2 separate regions of the Sus scrofa genome follow, and region 2 is linked to region 1. Evidence: chromatin contacts called from public HiChIP or PLAC-seq data. All regions are on one chromosome and are shown on one strand. Each heading gives the region's core, a stretch centred on a gene start, on an enhancer-like site or on the middle of the called end of the contact. The rest is flanking DNA. Distances are from core to core; before and after follow the strand shown. Region 1 holds the start of KCTD5 (BTB/POZ domain-containing protein KCTD5). Region 2 holds the start of AMDHD2 (N-acetylglucosamine-6-phosphate deacetylase).

What was found. HiChIP or PLAC-seq counts read pairs in DNA pulled down with a chosen protein or histone mark.
Region 2: a contact with region 1 is called in an H3K27ac HiChIP or PLAC-seq map of alveolar macrophages. The contact joins the promoter of AMDHD2 here to the promoter of KCTD5 in region 1. A contact is called at or near these places in 6 of 47 Hi-C or Micro-C datasets (epiblast stem cells, heart right ventricle, liver and 2 more) and 1 of 2 datasets of contacts at active chromatin or transcription factors (alveolar macrophages).

The regions. Positions count from the first base shown.
Region 1 is chr3:39,425,693-39,433,432 of Sscrofa11.1, reverse strand. KCTD5 (BTB/POZ domain-containing protein KCTD5) reads left to right here and starts at 3,825. Exons shown (of 6, transcript XM_013987853.2): 1 at 3,825-4,125. The coding sequence starts at 3,874. PDPK1 (3-phosphoinositide-dependent protein kinase 1) reads left to right here. Exons shown (of 14, transcript XM_021086751.1): 14 at 1-3,505.
Region 2 is chr3:39,528,444-39,536,183 of Sscrofa11.1, reverse strand. AMDHD2 (N-acetylglucosamine-6-phosphate deacetylase) reads left to right here and starts at 3,594. Exons shown (of 11, transcript XM_013987849.2): 1 at 3,594-3,779; 2 at 3,862-3,998; 3 at 4,080-4,219. The coding sequence starts at 3,697. It overlaps ATP6V0C (V-type proton ATPase 16 kDa proteolipid subunit), which reads left to right. Exons shown (of 3, transcript XM_003124744.4): 2 at 2,443-2,626; 3 at 2,752-3,477. The coding sequence ends at 2,956.

The sequences.
Region 1 (7,740 bases), core at 2,576-5,075:
GGCTGCTTGGGGAAAGGCAAATCTTCGTTGCCTGCTTCCCTCTGGATGGCGCCACTACCTCCTGGCCTTAACCGACAAGCTCCATCCTAACCTCCAGAAGCAGAGAAGGAGGGTTCAGGGTTGAGCTTGCACCCGGCAGAGCTGAAGTGACTGCCCTTGCCTGAGCCGGTGACAGCTGAGCCCTTCTCTGTAGGTCACTTTTCTCGGGGCACTCAGATTCCTCCGTCTTTTTTCTTCTTTAAGCCCCTGTGTCCTCCTTTCTTCCCCTGTGCTTTTGTCGCCTTTGGTTCTATCCAGCGTACCCGTTGAGCCATTGCCCTGGCAGGCAGGTGCCTTACGTTCTAAGTCGTGGATTTGGGGGTCGGTCTGCACGCACACAGACCCACCTGGAAACATACGAGTGCGGGTCTGTCCAGGGTGAGAAGGAAACACCCTTCTGTGCCCTCATCCCTGCCCTCTCTCTGTGCCATTTGTCTCAGAGGGCAGAGATGAGGGCAAGTGCCAGAGACAGCACCTGTCAAGCAGAGACGGTCCCACAGCGCGTGGCCTCTCTTGGCCCAGAGGTGGGGAGGGGCAGCCGGAAGGCCGCGGTCTCCCCTGCTCCCCCTCTGCTAGACGGCCGCCGTGCCTTGCCCTCTGGGAACACAGGGGAGCTGCACTTGGATGGGGTGGCTTCCTTACCTTTTCCTGTGACCTGACCAGGGCAGTGGGCAGCCCTGTGGGACCATGAAGCCCCACCCATGAGTGGCACCGCTGCCTGCCTGCCGTTCTGAACTTGACTCGGGAGGCTGGTCACATGCTTGCTCTGAGAAAGATGGCTCTGGGGGTCATGCCAAAGCGGACGGGCACTGCGCCTACTCCAGCCCTCTTGGGGGCTCCTCTCTTCTATGTGTGGTGCAGGCCTGCAGGAATTGCAGGGAACAGCCTGTGGCACAGACTCCTTAGGACAGGGTGCCAGCGCAGGGGGCTCTGGGTGACTTTGTACTTTCTGAAAACATGTGTCTCCTAAAAAAAATCAACTGTAGGCTCAGCACCCAGGAGAGACCACTGTGAGCATACCGAGTGTAGCCTGCCGCCCGCCTCCCCGCAGCACACGTGTTTGCTTCTGCACCTGAAGTGGGAACATGAAACATACACCGTTTGGCATCCAGCTTTTTTTCACTTGGTATTTATCTTCCTGTCATGTCATGAACAAAATGATTCAAAAACCTTGTTTCTAATGATTTTAGAGTTTAATGGTTAATATTTTTTATCATAATTTATCTGACCATTTCACTGCTAGAACACATTTAGATTATTTCTGGTTTTTCACTATTTAAATAATGCTGTGATGAATATCCTTATAAATCTTTCGATTGTTGACTCTGATCTCCCCCCCCCCGCCTCAGATTCCTAGAAGTGGTATTTTTGGGTTAAAGAGTTTGTTCATTTTACAGTCAGTATAGTCTCCTCCTCTGTCAGGATCTGTTGCCTAGATGCTCAGAGTTCCCGTACAGAACTTCCTTAGTTGTGTCCTGTAGATACTGAACAAATCAATTTCTGGCAAGCCGTGTGTTCCCAAAAATGTTTGAATAAGACTGCTTTTTTTTTTTTTTTTAATGCTAAAGTAATGTCATTACCGCTGGCCATTAGTGACATGTTTTTCCAAAAGCCAATTCCTTATTTTCATTGAAAGAACCTGGTTTTGCTTGCATGTTAACTTCCCATCCCTGCTTCTACAGCTTTCAAGTGCTTGGTGATATTTACAGAATCTTGTACTTTGTGTCCACAATGGTACTGAATTTGCATCTGCACAGTCAGCAGAGATAAAAAGTGTTGAACTGACCTTGCCACATACTTAGTGGATGATTTGTAATTAAGCTTATAGACTCAGTACATCAGGCCATTTGGAATCAAAGAGCAAAGGCTCTACTTGAAGAAGAAACCATGTAGACAATTGGATTTTACAGAAGAGTGTTTGCCCCCTTGTTCTTCCCATCGTAGGACTCGGAGCGTCCAAGGCCCAGCGGCTCAGCAGAGCACCCTGGCCAGGCCTCTTCATGGTAGAACATGATGGACCCGGCTGAGAAGGACTTAAGGGTTTTCCTCCCCTGTCCCCCCGCCCCCGGCCCCGGCCCCAGTGTTGCAGGTCGTCTAGTTGTCTTTAAAGTCCAGACCCCCCAAATTGGGTTTTCTTCCTTTCTCCTGTTTAGTTTGGGGTCTGTCAATTCTGAGGGGAAACATGCATGAGATTTTTCGAGGTGCCACGCTTAGTGCCACTTGACTATGCCAGAGACGCCGGCTGGATTGTGTGGAATTAGGTCTCCTACCTTCCTCTGACACCCCAAATTCCCTTCTCCCGGGGACAGTCCACAGACTGAGGCAGAGGCAGCAGCCACTGGGAGAGCATGGAGAGTGTGTGCAGGTACTATTCTTGGAGATAGTGCTGTATATATGCGGTTTGCCATACTGTTTCTTTTCATATCCAAACTTAACATGAACTGATGGTGACTCAGGTGGGTGTGGCCCTTGCCCCTTAGGCAGACTCCATGGCAAGTGCCTTAAATCAGGGCAGGTGTCACTCCCAGAGCCTCTGAGGGTGCAGGCTGCTGGCCCAAGAGTGCAGGGTTGTAAATTAGGCTGCCTGTGGAGAACTGGTCTGGGGAGGAAGCTCTTCCGGCAAAGGGCAGTTTTACCTGTAGTTCAGACAGCCATGGTGGGCAACTAAACAGGCCTCATGTGTACCAGAATTTACCCAGAACTCATTTCTTCAGTATGAAGAACGACCAAACTTTATGTACAGAGAACTTTTTACAAAAGGCGCACCTTTTTTAGCTGTGGGGTCCACCCTCGTCTAACCCTTCTGGCTGCCTGACTATAAGTAGGGGCCATTTTGCTGGTGAAAAGCCTCTGCCATGATCCTACGTTTGATTGGACACTGACAAAATCAAAGTTTCGCAATATTTAGAGCTGCTGTAGCTATTAACAACACAAAATAGGATGAATCAGTAGTATGCTAGCTGTCTTTCAGGTTGGTGGCAGTCAGAACATGTGTAATATTCTCTACCTGGTCTGTAGCTGTAACTGTGATGTACAGGCAAAGCAAATATTAAAAAAAAAAAAAACTTACGGAAACAAATAATGCAATGATATTAGGATATACACTTTTGTATTTTTATTCTTATATAAGGTTATTTGCTGGCTATTGTTGGCCTCTAGTTCAGTCTGTGTTATTTAAAATCTAATATATGAATTATTTGGGTTGAATTCATGTTCGGGCCACGTTGTTGTATGTATTGATGTACAGCCTTGAATGTGAATAATTATTGTAAACTATATTTTACAACTTTTTTTCTGGCTTTATTATATAAATTTTCTATTTGGTCGATGATTTAATCATATCATAATTTAATGAATCTGTTTATTCTTTTTTTTCAAATATTTGTGCTTTAGGTGTAGTTACCGGATGATGAATTTTCCACGTATGCTCGGTAGCCTTGTAATAAAAAAGCATGTAGAATGTAGACGCTCACTGATGTAGCTTTCTTTGGCCGGGGCGCGGGTCGGGCGTCGCAGGGCGACCTGAATTCGGGGCCAGGAACAGGGTGTTCGGGCACAGCGCGCGCCCGGCGAAGACCGGCCAGCCCCTCTCAAGCGCGACGCCGGGCTCCACCGCCGCCTGCCCACAAGGGCGATGCCGGACCACGCCGCGCCGGACTTGGCCGGAAGGGGGCACGGCCGGCCGCTTTTCCGGACCGGAACTTCCGCCTCCCGCGTGACGCCGGGGTGGGCGCCTTACGAGGGCGGACCCGTGGGCGGGACAGAGCCCGGAGGACTGTATTAAAGGCCGGACGCTTCCGGCAGAGGGGAGCTGTGGCCGGGCTTGCTGGGATCATGGCGGAGAGTCACTGCGAGCTGCTGCCGCCGGCCCCGGGCGGCCTCGGGGCGGGGCTGGGGGGCAGCCTGTGCCGCCGCTGCAGCGCGGGGCTCGGCACCTTGGCCCAGCGCCCCGGCAACGTGTCCAAATGGGTCCGGCTCAACGTCGGCGGCACCTACTTCCTCACCACTCGGCAGACGCTGTGCCGGGATCCGAAATCCTTCCTGTACCGTTTGTGCCAGGCCGACCCCGACCTGGACTCGGACAAGGTGAGGGCCGCGCGGGCCAGCCAGGAGGATTCGGGCCGCCCCCGTCGGCGGCCCCACACACACCCCCTGACCCACTCTGAGAGAACCGCCCCGGCTCCGGGTCTCGCTGCCCCCTGCTCACCAGCCCGACCGGAGCCCCCGACTCCCTGTCCTGGGCCGAGGATGAACAGGATGGCGCCCTGGCTCCCACCGCCCTCCGAGAGCCCCAGCCACTCCCCCTCGGGGTGTCTGTCTCGCCCTCCTCTGCTCTTCCGCGGAGGAGGTTTCCCAGACCCCGGACTCTGCTGGGATCTACTTTCTTTTCTCTCCTAGGTTCTTTTGCCCCCGCCGGGAGCACCTTCTCTTCTCCGTCCCGGTGTACTGACTGGCTCTGGAATCCCGAATCCCCATGTTCCCCTCATTTTCTCACATTCCAGACGTTTTACTTAACGTTAGCGTGGGGTTTGATACTAGTGGCCTGCCTTTCTCAGTGACTTGCATTTAGGGAGTTGGCGCTCCATCGTTTTCAGCCACAACACGCACCCACACAACAGTCTCAAAAAGTGCCGTCCATAGAGTGATTTTCGAAGGGAATGTGGCTCATATTGAGGCGTGGCTCAGGGGTGTCAAGGAAGGGCCAGATAGGAAATCTTTTTCAATCTACTTTCTCATTAACCTAGTTTTCCTGCTGCTCTCTCAAAAGGATAGGAGTTTCTAGGTTGGTTTGCTGCTTGTGTTTCATCAGACTGTTGTGCAGGTGATAATAGAAGCTGTTTCGATTATTACTTAAAGAATTGTCTCGGCAGCTGTATGGCATCGAAACTCAAAAAAAGGCTGTGCTGGAAGAAGAGTTATTCCCTGTACGTATCCTAGGCGGTTCACAGGCCTTATCCTAACTTTCCTGCCTTTGGCTTGGGCCTACGTAATTGCCCTTGGCCTTGTGCCTTGCCAGCCCAGCATTTGCCAGGCATAGGCTTCCCAGAAAGAGTGTGATCCCTTGTCCAGATCCAGAAGCCCGACCGAGATCATCCTCAGAGTGGCCTGACCTTAGGATCGGGAAATGAGACCTCGAGTGACCACAGAACCACCAGTCCTGGGTAGAACTAGGGTTGAGATGCCAGCGCTCCTGCCGCCCACCCGCACCTCCCCCAAGCCTCAGCTGTGTCCACTGATCGTTTGACCAAGCTCCGCTCTCGGAGAACTGGCCTCCCAGAAAATGACAGGCATCTCCAGGATAGAAACAGGCTTTTGTTAGCTGTGATTTTCCTTTTATAGCGTGGCTGTATGTTTTACTGTTCTGTTTTTCTTTTTAAACAGTGGGTCTTAGTGGTCATTCCCTTGCATTTCTACTTGAGCGTTTTCCAGTTGTGCATATGGAGTCCGATTTTACATTGCTCTTGTTCACGGGGTTGTTTTGAGGCACTGGCTGTCAATGCACTAGACGGATTCAGAGTTTGCACAGTTCAGGCAATTCATCTCTTTATTTTACTGTCTCGAGACTATTTAAAAACAATTATCATGTACTGTATAGGAGTCCTTTGGGGCAAGTAATTAGTTAATCTCAGAATATATCGATATTATAGTTGCTCCCTTTCATCATCATCCACTTAACTACATTTGATTTACACATTATGAAATCACACTTCACAATGTGAAGGTAGTGCAGCAGATACAGCATCTGTCTCAGAATAGTTGCTGGAAGATAAGTTTTTAGCTTTAGCCACAGATGCGCATTTTCCGGAAGGCGTAAGGCTAATTCCCATTAGTCATGGTCATCAACCCATGAGCGAATGTGTAAGGGACCCCTTCTTAGGTTTTACCCCCTTCGTTTCTGATGAGAGAATGTCCCAGAGATTCACTTGTCGATAATTAAACCCTGAGTGAGGAATCTGGACGAGGGTGGAGGAGGGGAAGGGGTGTTTGGACGGGTGGGACACTAGTAATTAAGCGACTGGAAGAGAAACAGGATGTTGATTCACGGAGGAAAATGTCCAGGCCCTGACCTCGTAGTTAAGGTTAATGAACGCATACCTGGCAGGTATGCTGGGGCTGGAGGGCCTGGTGGAAGATTTTCTGCTGGGCCTTTGACTCAGGGTTGAGCACCTGGGCTTGCAGCCGAGTGCTTGGGTGAGGGGTTGGGTTGGATCTGAGGGGGAGGAGTTCCAAGAAACGGAAGCCCTGGAGTCTCTCGGCAACCTGCCGGGTTGGGAGTTCCCTGGGAGTGTGGCTGCAGCTTGCTCTTGCCGGGCAGAATGTCTGCTGGGGAGCTCAGCCGTGCAGCCGTGTAGGAGAGGTGGTCCCAGGACATTTATCTGAAGGAGCGCTTCCTTGAAGAGCCCGCAGACAGGTTGCTGGGGGCGGAGGTGCAGAGCTGGGCTGCACCTGGGACCCACTGGCCGCCAAGCCCCAAGCCTCTCGACCCTTGCCCTCTCGTCTCAAGTCCTGACTCTGGGCCCGTTGCTGCCCTGACCCCCTCGTTAGGGCTAGTCCGAGTGTGAAGAGTGTGAATTCTCACTTCTTCCCGGGTGCTTCCCCCGGCAGGGCTGCGTCTGCATTATTCACTTTGGCATCTGTTCCTCGGCCATCCTGGGTTGCTCCTCTCTCCCAGCACCCCCCCCCGGGGGGGGCAAGCCAGGTGTCGGGCTGCTTCCCGGAAGTGCTCGGTAAACACCTGGGCCACGTCTGTCTCTTTGTATCTGCAGCGCCTGGCCCCGGGCGTTGCTGAAGACAGGGCAGCGTGTGTTCAGAGCTGAATCCGTGCCTGCTTCAGTGTGGAGAGGCTTTGGACATTAAGGGCAAACAGGAAATACTACTGCTTGGGGGCTGGAAACCCCTCAGGTTAAAGGGGGCGGGGGCTGCGGTCTCCGGGGCTCGGCCAGGCCTGGAGAAAGCTGCGTTTCCAGGAGCTTTTACCCTCTTGACAGGCGGTTGTCCTGAATTCAGGGGCCAGAGGCTGTGGCCCCAGGCGGGTCTCTGAGCAGCGGGGCCATCAAGGTGCTTCTGTCCCATCCCTGTCCCCTGCAGCCCTCTGCGCTGCTCGCCCCATGTGCTTGGCGTCTGCTCGGCTTGGTGTCGGCTCGTGTTTCAGGATTAGTGAGAGTGAAAGGGGCGGGGGACTATCTTTTAAGCCGCTCGGCAGGAGAAGTGGGGGATTACTTAGAGTGAAATGGCAGCTTATGTTCTGTGGGGCTAAGTCAGGCCGGTCGGCTGCGTCCTGGCTGAGGCCGGGGTGGGGTCCCAGCACGTGGGCGCCTTTCCTCCTGCACTTGGGTTCTCGGCCGTCACCACCTGTTCGGACCCGCGCGGGTAGTGCCGGCTCAGTGGGTGCTGCCTTCCCCTCTTCACAAGGCCCTGGTAGGAAGGCCCCTCGGACCCCAGCAGGAGTGTCCTGCGACTTGGCTTTCACGAGAAGGCTGCTCCGGGATCAGGTGGCCCCGCCGTCAGCCCTCCGCGGTGGCCAGGAGGAAGCAGTCATCGGCTGAGAATCACTTCCTCTTCTGCCAACCTCATGGGCAGCCTCTTGTCCAGCAGGACAGTGACTGGTCTCGGTTTCGAGCAATGGTCAGAACACTGTGGTCCATCTGCCTGGTTTTCCAAACCAAGTTCTGTGGGCACAGAGAGATGCCTGCTCCCTGC
Region 2 (7,740 bases), core at 2,345-4,844, 100 kb before region 1:
GTTCTAGGAACAGCCTCCTGAAGCCCCTTTCTGTGCCCTGCTCCGTCTGGAGCCCCTTTGGGCTTGGCCCTGGGCGCCCTCCTGATGGTCGTCCTGGTTTCTTCCCTTGGTTCCCCTTGTTCCCGCCCATCCAGCCACATGCTCTCCTCACCGCCGGACTTCAGCCCGTCCCTGCCTTGCAGGGCTCGCTGCCTGGGATGCTGACCTCCTGCAGCTGTCTCTCACCCCAGGCCACCTGTCACCCGTGCCCTCTGCCTTGAGTAGGGAGCCCTGGCATTGGCCTGGTATGGAGTCTGCAGTCAGAGGCCCAGAACAGGAGCCTGAGGAGTTCTTGTTGTGGCTCAGTGGTAATGAACCAGACTAGTGTCCACGAGGATGCGGGTTCCATCCCTGGCCTTGCTCAGTGGGTTAAGGATCCAGTGTTGTCGTGAGCTGTGGTGTAGCTCACAGACTCGGCTTGGATTTGGCGTTGCTGTGGCTGTGGTGGAGAACTCCAATTCAACCCCCAACCTGGAAACTTCCATATGCCACACATGCGGCCCTAACAAGCCAAAAAATTAAATGCAAATAAAACCAACAAAAAGCCCCAGCAACCTACACTGTTGCTCCAGGAAAGGCTTTGTGAAGATAAGATGAACCCTGAAGGCTGGGTGTCTGGGCGCTTCAGGGGTGGCATGGAAGAGAGGCAGTGCAGGCCCCTCTGCCCCCATCCCTGCCTCCTTTCTCCCTCTAGTTTCTCCTTATTTGGTGCCACCTTGGTTGGTGTCTCTGTGGCCTGGAATCCTTGCCCCGTCGTTCTGTGACCACCTGCTCACTGCCACTCCTGCATTCAGCCCTCACCTCCCTTCCGAAGCACTTGCCCAGACCTCCCCAGTCTCCTGGGACCTATTTGCTGTGTGTGGAGGGGCTGCATCTGCCTCTTCACCAGGCGTAGGGCCCCAGGAAGGCACAGCCTCCTGACCTCACCCTGCTTTGTGATGGGCACAGAATAGTCATCTTTTGCAGCCCAAATAGGTGAGTAGAAGATGCAGCGGAATGACTGGGATTGTTCTGGCCCCTGCCACCTCTGACCCACATCAGCGTCTGCACAGGCAGCACAGTGGGGCCCTGGAGGGTAGGCAACAGGAGTGGGAAAAGCCCCCATGTTCCCTGTGGCTCTGTGTTGTGCTCGCAGTTGTCTTTGTAGACTTGGAGATAAGCCAGGAGAAGGGGGGCTTTCAGGAAGGCTGCCCACCCTGGAAAGAGGGAGGAGGGACAGTGGCAGAGAAGATGGATTCCTAGATGCCAAGTCCCCCACTCCCTTATTGGGGCCTTAGCAGAAGCTGTCCGGGCCTCGTGTTGCCTGGGTGACGGCCCCCAGCCCCTTGTCTTTCCTGTGCCCAGTTTTTTTCTTTTCTTTTCTTTTTTTTTTTTTTTTTTTTTTGATCTTTTTGCCATTTCTTGGGCCGCTCCCGCAGCATATGAAGGTTCCCAGGCTAGGAGTCGAAAAGAAGCCATAGCCGCCAGCCTACACCAGAGCCACAGCAACTCGGGATCTGAGCCGCATCTGCAAGCTACACCACAGCTCGCAGCAACACTGGATCCTTAACCCACTGAGCAAGGCCAGGGATCGAAACTGCAACCCCATTGTTCCCAGTCGGATTCGGTAACCACTGAGCCACAACGGGAACTCCGTCCTGTGCCCTATTCTTTTGGGCTCGTCCTTTCTCCAAACTCAAGGGTCCCAGCCTACTGTGTGGTTGAGGGTGCCGAGAGCGCCTTTCCTGGCAGAGTGCTCAGCCTGTGGCTGTGCACATGAGCCCTCAGGGCGGGCGGTGGTGGGCAGAGTGGGGAGGTGGCGAGGCTCTGGCCTGAGAGGGCAAGAACGGCCAGCCCAGCTCCCCCAAGCCTGTGTGGCAGTGGCTCTTCCACTGGGTGTGGGAGTGTCACCCACTGGACTGGTGGCCTGACCCTGGCCCAACATCTGGGCTCTTGGAGATACTCAGCTCATGCTTTCCAGGCCTTTCCTAATGTGGGAAAGTGCATGAGACAAAAGGTGCCTGGAATCTGTCAGGCTTCTGGGGCCCAGCTGTCTGGTTCCCCCTGTGACGGGGCTCCCGTACCTGTTAAGCTCCACCTTTTAGGGTGCAGGCAGCTGTGCCAGGGCTTCCTGGGAACATGGGACCTGGGTAGCAGGAGTGGGGCGTGCTGCTGAGCATGGGTTGTGTTTCCCAGGGGAGCTGGAGCCCGGACTGGCCTGACAGCCTTGGCCTCTGGAGAAGGAGCCCAGGCTGCACGGGGCCCCTTGAGGGCCCAGCCATCACCCCGCTCCACCTGTTCCTGGCTGGCTGGCACTTTCATCTTTGCCTTTGTGGGGGATTTTGTGTGGCCCTCAGGTATGCCCAAGGGTACTCCAGGGTCCTGGTCCAGGTGCCCTGGGCTGACCTTACCTTCCCCCCTCAGCCCTGGGTGCCGCCTATGGGACGGCCAAGAGCGGCACTGGCATCGCAGCCATGTCTGTCATGCGGCCAGAGCTGATCATGAAGTCCATCATCCCCGTGGTCATGGCAGGCATCATCGCCATCTATGGCCTGGTGGTGGCAGTCCTCATCGCCAACTCCCTGACTGAAGGCATCAGTCTCTACAAGTGAGTGCCGGCCGGGGGCTGAGAGGGCGCCTCGGGTGGGTGGGTGGGTGGGTGGCTGGTGGTCCAGGCCCGCCGCCCCCCTGGCTGCTGCCTGACACCCACCTCACGTCCTTTCTCTCCCCCAGGAGTTTCCTTCAGCTGGGCGCTGGCCTGAGTGTGGGCCTGAGCGGGCTGGCAGCCGGCTTTGCCATCGGCATTGTGGGCGATGCAGGCGTGCGGGGCACTGCCCAGCAGCCCCGGCTCTTCGTGGGCATGATCCTCATCCTCATCTTCGCGGAAGTGCTCGGCCTCTACGGTCTCATCGTTGCCCTCATCCTCTCCACAAAGTAGCCCCTCCGGGCCCACCAGACACAGAATAGGATGTAAAGACCACCCCTCCTCATTCCAGAACGAACAGCCTGACACACACGCACGGGGCCTCCGCCCCCCTGTAGTTGGTCTTGTAAATGCGCAGTGTCCTAGTGCCCATCGTCTGTTGCCCCAGCCTTGCCCCTGCCAGCCCCGTGCCGTGGACGTCCGGGCCACCACTCACCCATCCAGGCCCCCGACCAGTGAGGATGCAGGCCTCCGGCCGCGCCCACCCCTAGAGTGCTCTGTGTATAAGGATGAATTAGAGGTGTCACTTTCTCTTCACTGGATGTTTATTTATAAAGTTTTGACCCGTTCATTCGTCTGTGGAGCAGCCCTCGTCTCCCAACTATATAGTCATCCCAGGTACACTGTTGCGTCGCGAGGTTACCATTTGCCCTGAGACTCGTGGGATGGAACCACCCTCCTGCCGCCCGGCTGCTCGGGGCCCACCGGGCCCTGGCGCTGAACTGTGTCCAATAAAGTTCTCGGATGTGACTGGACGCCTGTGTGTGTGGCTCGCTCGGCGGGACTGGGGCGGGGTCGGGCCTCCCGCGAAGCGCGCCGCCGCGTCACTGCGGAGCCGCCGGGCGCGCCGGTCACGTGGGCGCGCCGGTCACGTGGGCGCGCTCCGTCAGCTGAGGGTCACGTGGGCCCGGCCGCGTTGCGGGGCCGGAACTGTCGGCGCGGGATCCGGCGCCTTCCGCTCAGCTGGGCTCAGGATGCGCGGCGGGCAGGGCGCGGCCCGGGCCCCGGTGCTCCAGTTCACCAACTGCCGCATCCTGCGGGGCGGGGCGTTGCTCAGGTGGGCGCGGGGCGCGGGGCCGGGGCCGCTGCGGTGGGCTTCGGGACCGGCGATGCGAGCCCCCGCCTCCATCTGTGCGCAGGGAGGATCTGTGGGTGCGCGGGGGCCGCGTTCTGGACCCCGAGAAGCTGTTCTTTGAGGAGCGGCGCGTGGCTGATGAGCAGCGGGACTGCGGGGGCTGCATCCTAGCGCCTGGCTTCATCGACGTGCAGATCAACGGTACGGGCTGGGGCCGCTGGCTGGGGACCCAGAGGAGGAGCTCTGGGCCCCGTGCGAACCTCTTCTTTTCTGTGGCCGCAGGTGGATTTGGCGTTGACTTCTCTCAGGCCACGGAGGACGTGGGTTCGGGAGTCGCCTTGGTGGCCCGGAGGATTTTGTCGCACGGAGTTACCTCCTTCTGCCCCACGTTGGTCACCTCGCCACCGGAGGTTTATCACAAGGTGAGTTCAGGCTGCCGGCCTCCAGTGTAGGAGGCCCCAGAAGCACCCACCTTCATCAATTTTCAAATCTCGTCTCTTCCCTGTGCAGACACCCTTTGTCACTTGAGTCTAGCCTCACTTGGGCCTGGGGTCCCTGGGGTCCCCGGGGTCCCCTTCCCCCTCGGCTTCCTCAAGCAGGTATCCCTCTACCAGCTCGGCCTGCAGCTGCTGCCTGCCCTCCCCACCCTGCACTCCGGCCCCTCCAGGCACCAGAAACCACCGCCTTGACTAGGTCGAGGGAACCTTCTGATTGCCACATTCTTAGTTGCTTATCCCCCGCCCCGACCGGTTTGTGGTATGTGACTCCAGTGAACGAGTTTTCCAGAAGGGAGCTCCAGGGTCTATCCTGGGCCTTCCTCTGTACTCCTGCCAGCGCTCCCCACTCCTCTTCTCCCTCACCTGTAGCTCTTGGGATTCCCTTGTCTGCGGTTCCTTTTCCTTTTAAAAAATTTAATTTTTTGGAGTTCCTGTCGTGGTGCAGCGGAAACAAATCCGACGAGGAACCATGAGGTTGCAGGGGTTCGATCCCTGGCCTCGTTCAGTGGGTTAAAGCTCTGGTGTTGTCGTGAGCTGTGGTGTAGGTCACAGGGTCACAGATGCAGCTCGGATCTGGCCTGGCTGTGGCTATGGCGTAGGCCGGCGGCAATAGCTCGGATTAGACCCCTAGCCTGGGAACCTCCATGTGCTGCGGGTGCGGCCTTAAAAAGACAAAAAAAATTTAACTTCTCATGAAGGTTCTCCAGTTTTGCTCTTTTCTGCATTTTAGCATTTGATCTTGTTTTCTCTGCCTGTGTGGTGTTCTGTTTTACTGAACTGCTTGAAAGTAGGTGGCCTGCATCTTAACCTCTTCCTAAAAGCTCGTCTAGTCTTTTATTCGAGCAGAGTCGAGTCACCGAGTTTATGAAATTAACAGGGCCCTCCTTTAGGCTGCCATTTGTGTTCCAGTTCTGTAGCTTTCCTCCAGCACAGGGTCCATTTCAGGATCTGGGGTTGTACTGCCTGCTCTGGGGTTCCCTCTAGGTTGTGGACACAAGACTCAGAGGCTGGAGCTGTGGGGTCCCGCCTCCTAACTTCCGCTATCGGCTGAGAGAGTCGGGGTTGAGAGAGTCCGGACAATCGTTACTTGTTTCTGAGCCTCCATTTTTTTCAAACCTTAAGTAAGAATGATAACGGAATCCGTCTCTTGGAGGTGGGTGCTCAATAACTGTGATTCGTTCACAGTAAATACTTGGTAAGAGTTCCCATCGTGGCTCATCGGAAATGAATCCAGCGAGGAACCGTGAAGTTCCAGGTTCCATCCCTGGCCTCGCTCAGTAGGTTAAGGATCTGGTGTTGCTGCGAGCTGTGGTGTGGGTCGCAGACGCAGCTTGGATCCCGCGTTGTTGTGGCTCTGGTGTAGGGCGGCAGCTGCAGCTCCAGTTTGACTCCTAGCCTGGAAACCTCTATGAGCCGCGGGCGCGGCCCTAAAAAGAAAAAAAAATACTTGATAAATGTCAGCTATGGACATCTTTGTGGAAACTACCCCCCAGCTCTCCTGTCCTGGAGTCGGATGTCAAAAGCAAGCTCGTTTTCCTGCTGAAAACAGGCACCTGGCCTGGCATTTTCTCTCTTGATTGAGATTTTCCTGCCCGGGGTCTGGGAACAGGCCCACCCTCTCGGCCCCACCCCCGCCACCCCGTTCTTGTCTGCTCCCTCCCAGTCCCCACCAGTGAGTTCCGTGACTGTCGCCCAGTCTCCTGACCGCTGTCCCAGCTCTGGGTCCCTCCCGAGTGGCCTTCCCCAGTCCCTCCCCACCCCCCGCCCCAGCCCCCAGCACGCCCTCCCCGCCGGCGTTTCAGCCGATCCCGGCAGAAGGCAGCTTCCTGTTCTGCCGCCAGGCTCTGCCTGGAAGGTGCCTTGCTCTGTCCCCCACTCCAGCTGGCCGCGCACCTCCTCTGCAGCCCCGCGGCACGGACTCTGGGGCTGCTTCCTTAAGAGAAGGAGCCTTGGCCAGTAGGACTTGCAGCTCACGGCGGAATCCCAGCAGGCAAATGTAAATGCTTACAGGATGGGGACCTTGGGAGGCAGAGTAGACTGATCCGGGGTGGAAGGTGGGGAGGGTTTTGAATGTGAAAACTTTTAATACCTGTGTCACCTTAGAAACTGCAGGACTGTTTGCTTGTGGACCTCTCATAGCCCTCTCCCCCCCTCCTGCCCCCCTCCCGCCCCTCCCCTACTCCTACCCCCATCCTGCCCCCTCCCGCCCCTCCCCCACTCCTGCCCCCCCATCCTGCCCCCTCCCTCACTCCTGCCCCCATCCCACCCCCTCCCCACTCCTGCCCCCCATCCCACCCTCCTGCCCCCCTCCCCCAGGGCTGGTGGTTCACAGTGAGCAGGACTGGATTGCTATGTCCTCAGATGTCACTCAGGTCCACTGAGACCCACGACTCCTTTTCTGTGCTGTCCCCTCCGGCCTTGCCATTCACGTTCTGGAGGAGGGTCTGGTCACCACCGGCTCTGAGTCTGGCTCATTATCTGCGAGCCGGCCTGAGGCACTGCCTGAGAGTGGCAGCCAGGCACTTTGCTCTGGCCACACGTGCCCTCCGCACTTCGACCTTGTCCAGTGCTTCTGTGCCTTGAACATACTCCTGCTTTCCTTCAATTCCAGGCTGTTTGTTTTATTTTTTATTTTTTAAATTACTCAACGAGTTTTGTACATTTATGGGTGTACAGCTGTCATCACAACCCCATTTTATAGCATTTCCCTCCCAAACCCCAGCGCCTCCCCCCACCCCCCAACCTGTCCCAGTTGGAAAACATAAGGTTTTCAAAGGTTGCAGGCTGTTTTGACTACTTAGAATTTGGCGAGGGGGGGGGCCACATGCAGCGGTTTGAGGTGGGCTCTCAGTTCCCAGACCAGGGATTGAACCTAGGTCGCAGTGGTGAAGGTGCCGGGTCCTAACCACCAGACCAGGGAACTCCCTAGCTTTCCTTTTCAAAACACTGTCCTGGAAAAATTCAGCCAGTGTTTCTCTTTCCCTAGCTCTTTATTTAACTCTTTTTTTTTTTTTTTTTTTTTTTTTTTGTCTCTTGTCCTTTTAAGTCCGCACTGAAGGCACATGGAGGTTCCCAGCCCAGGGGTCTAATCGGAGCTGTAGCCGCCGGCCTTCACCACAGCTCACGACAACGCCAGATCCCTAACCTGCTGAGTGAGGCCAGGGATCGAACTCGTAACTTTATGGTTCCTGGTCAGATTCGTTTCCGCTGCACCATGATGGGAATTCCTTCCTTTGACTCTTCAGTGAACTTATGTATCACATGACTTGTTAAGGAAAACAGCTGCCCTTTGTTCCCACCAGTTCGCACCCAGAAATAATCACTTTCAACTCAGCTGACCCTTGGAATTTGCGTCCTTGTCGATGAAGTAGAGGCCGGTACTCCCGCTCATCTTTCTGGTTTTTGGCCTTGTAAATGTGCTCTCCGCCAGCAGGGATCAGAGTCTG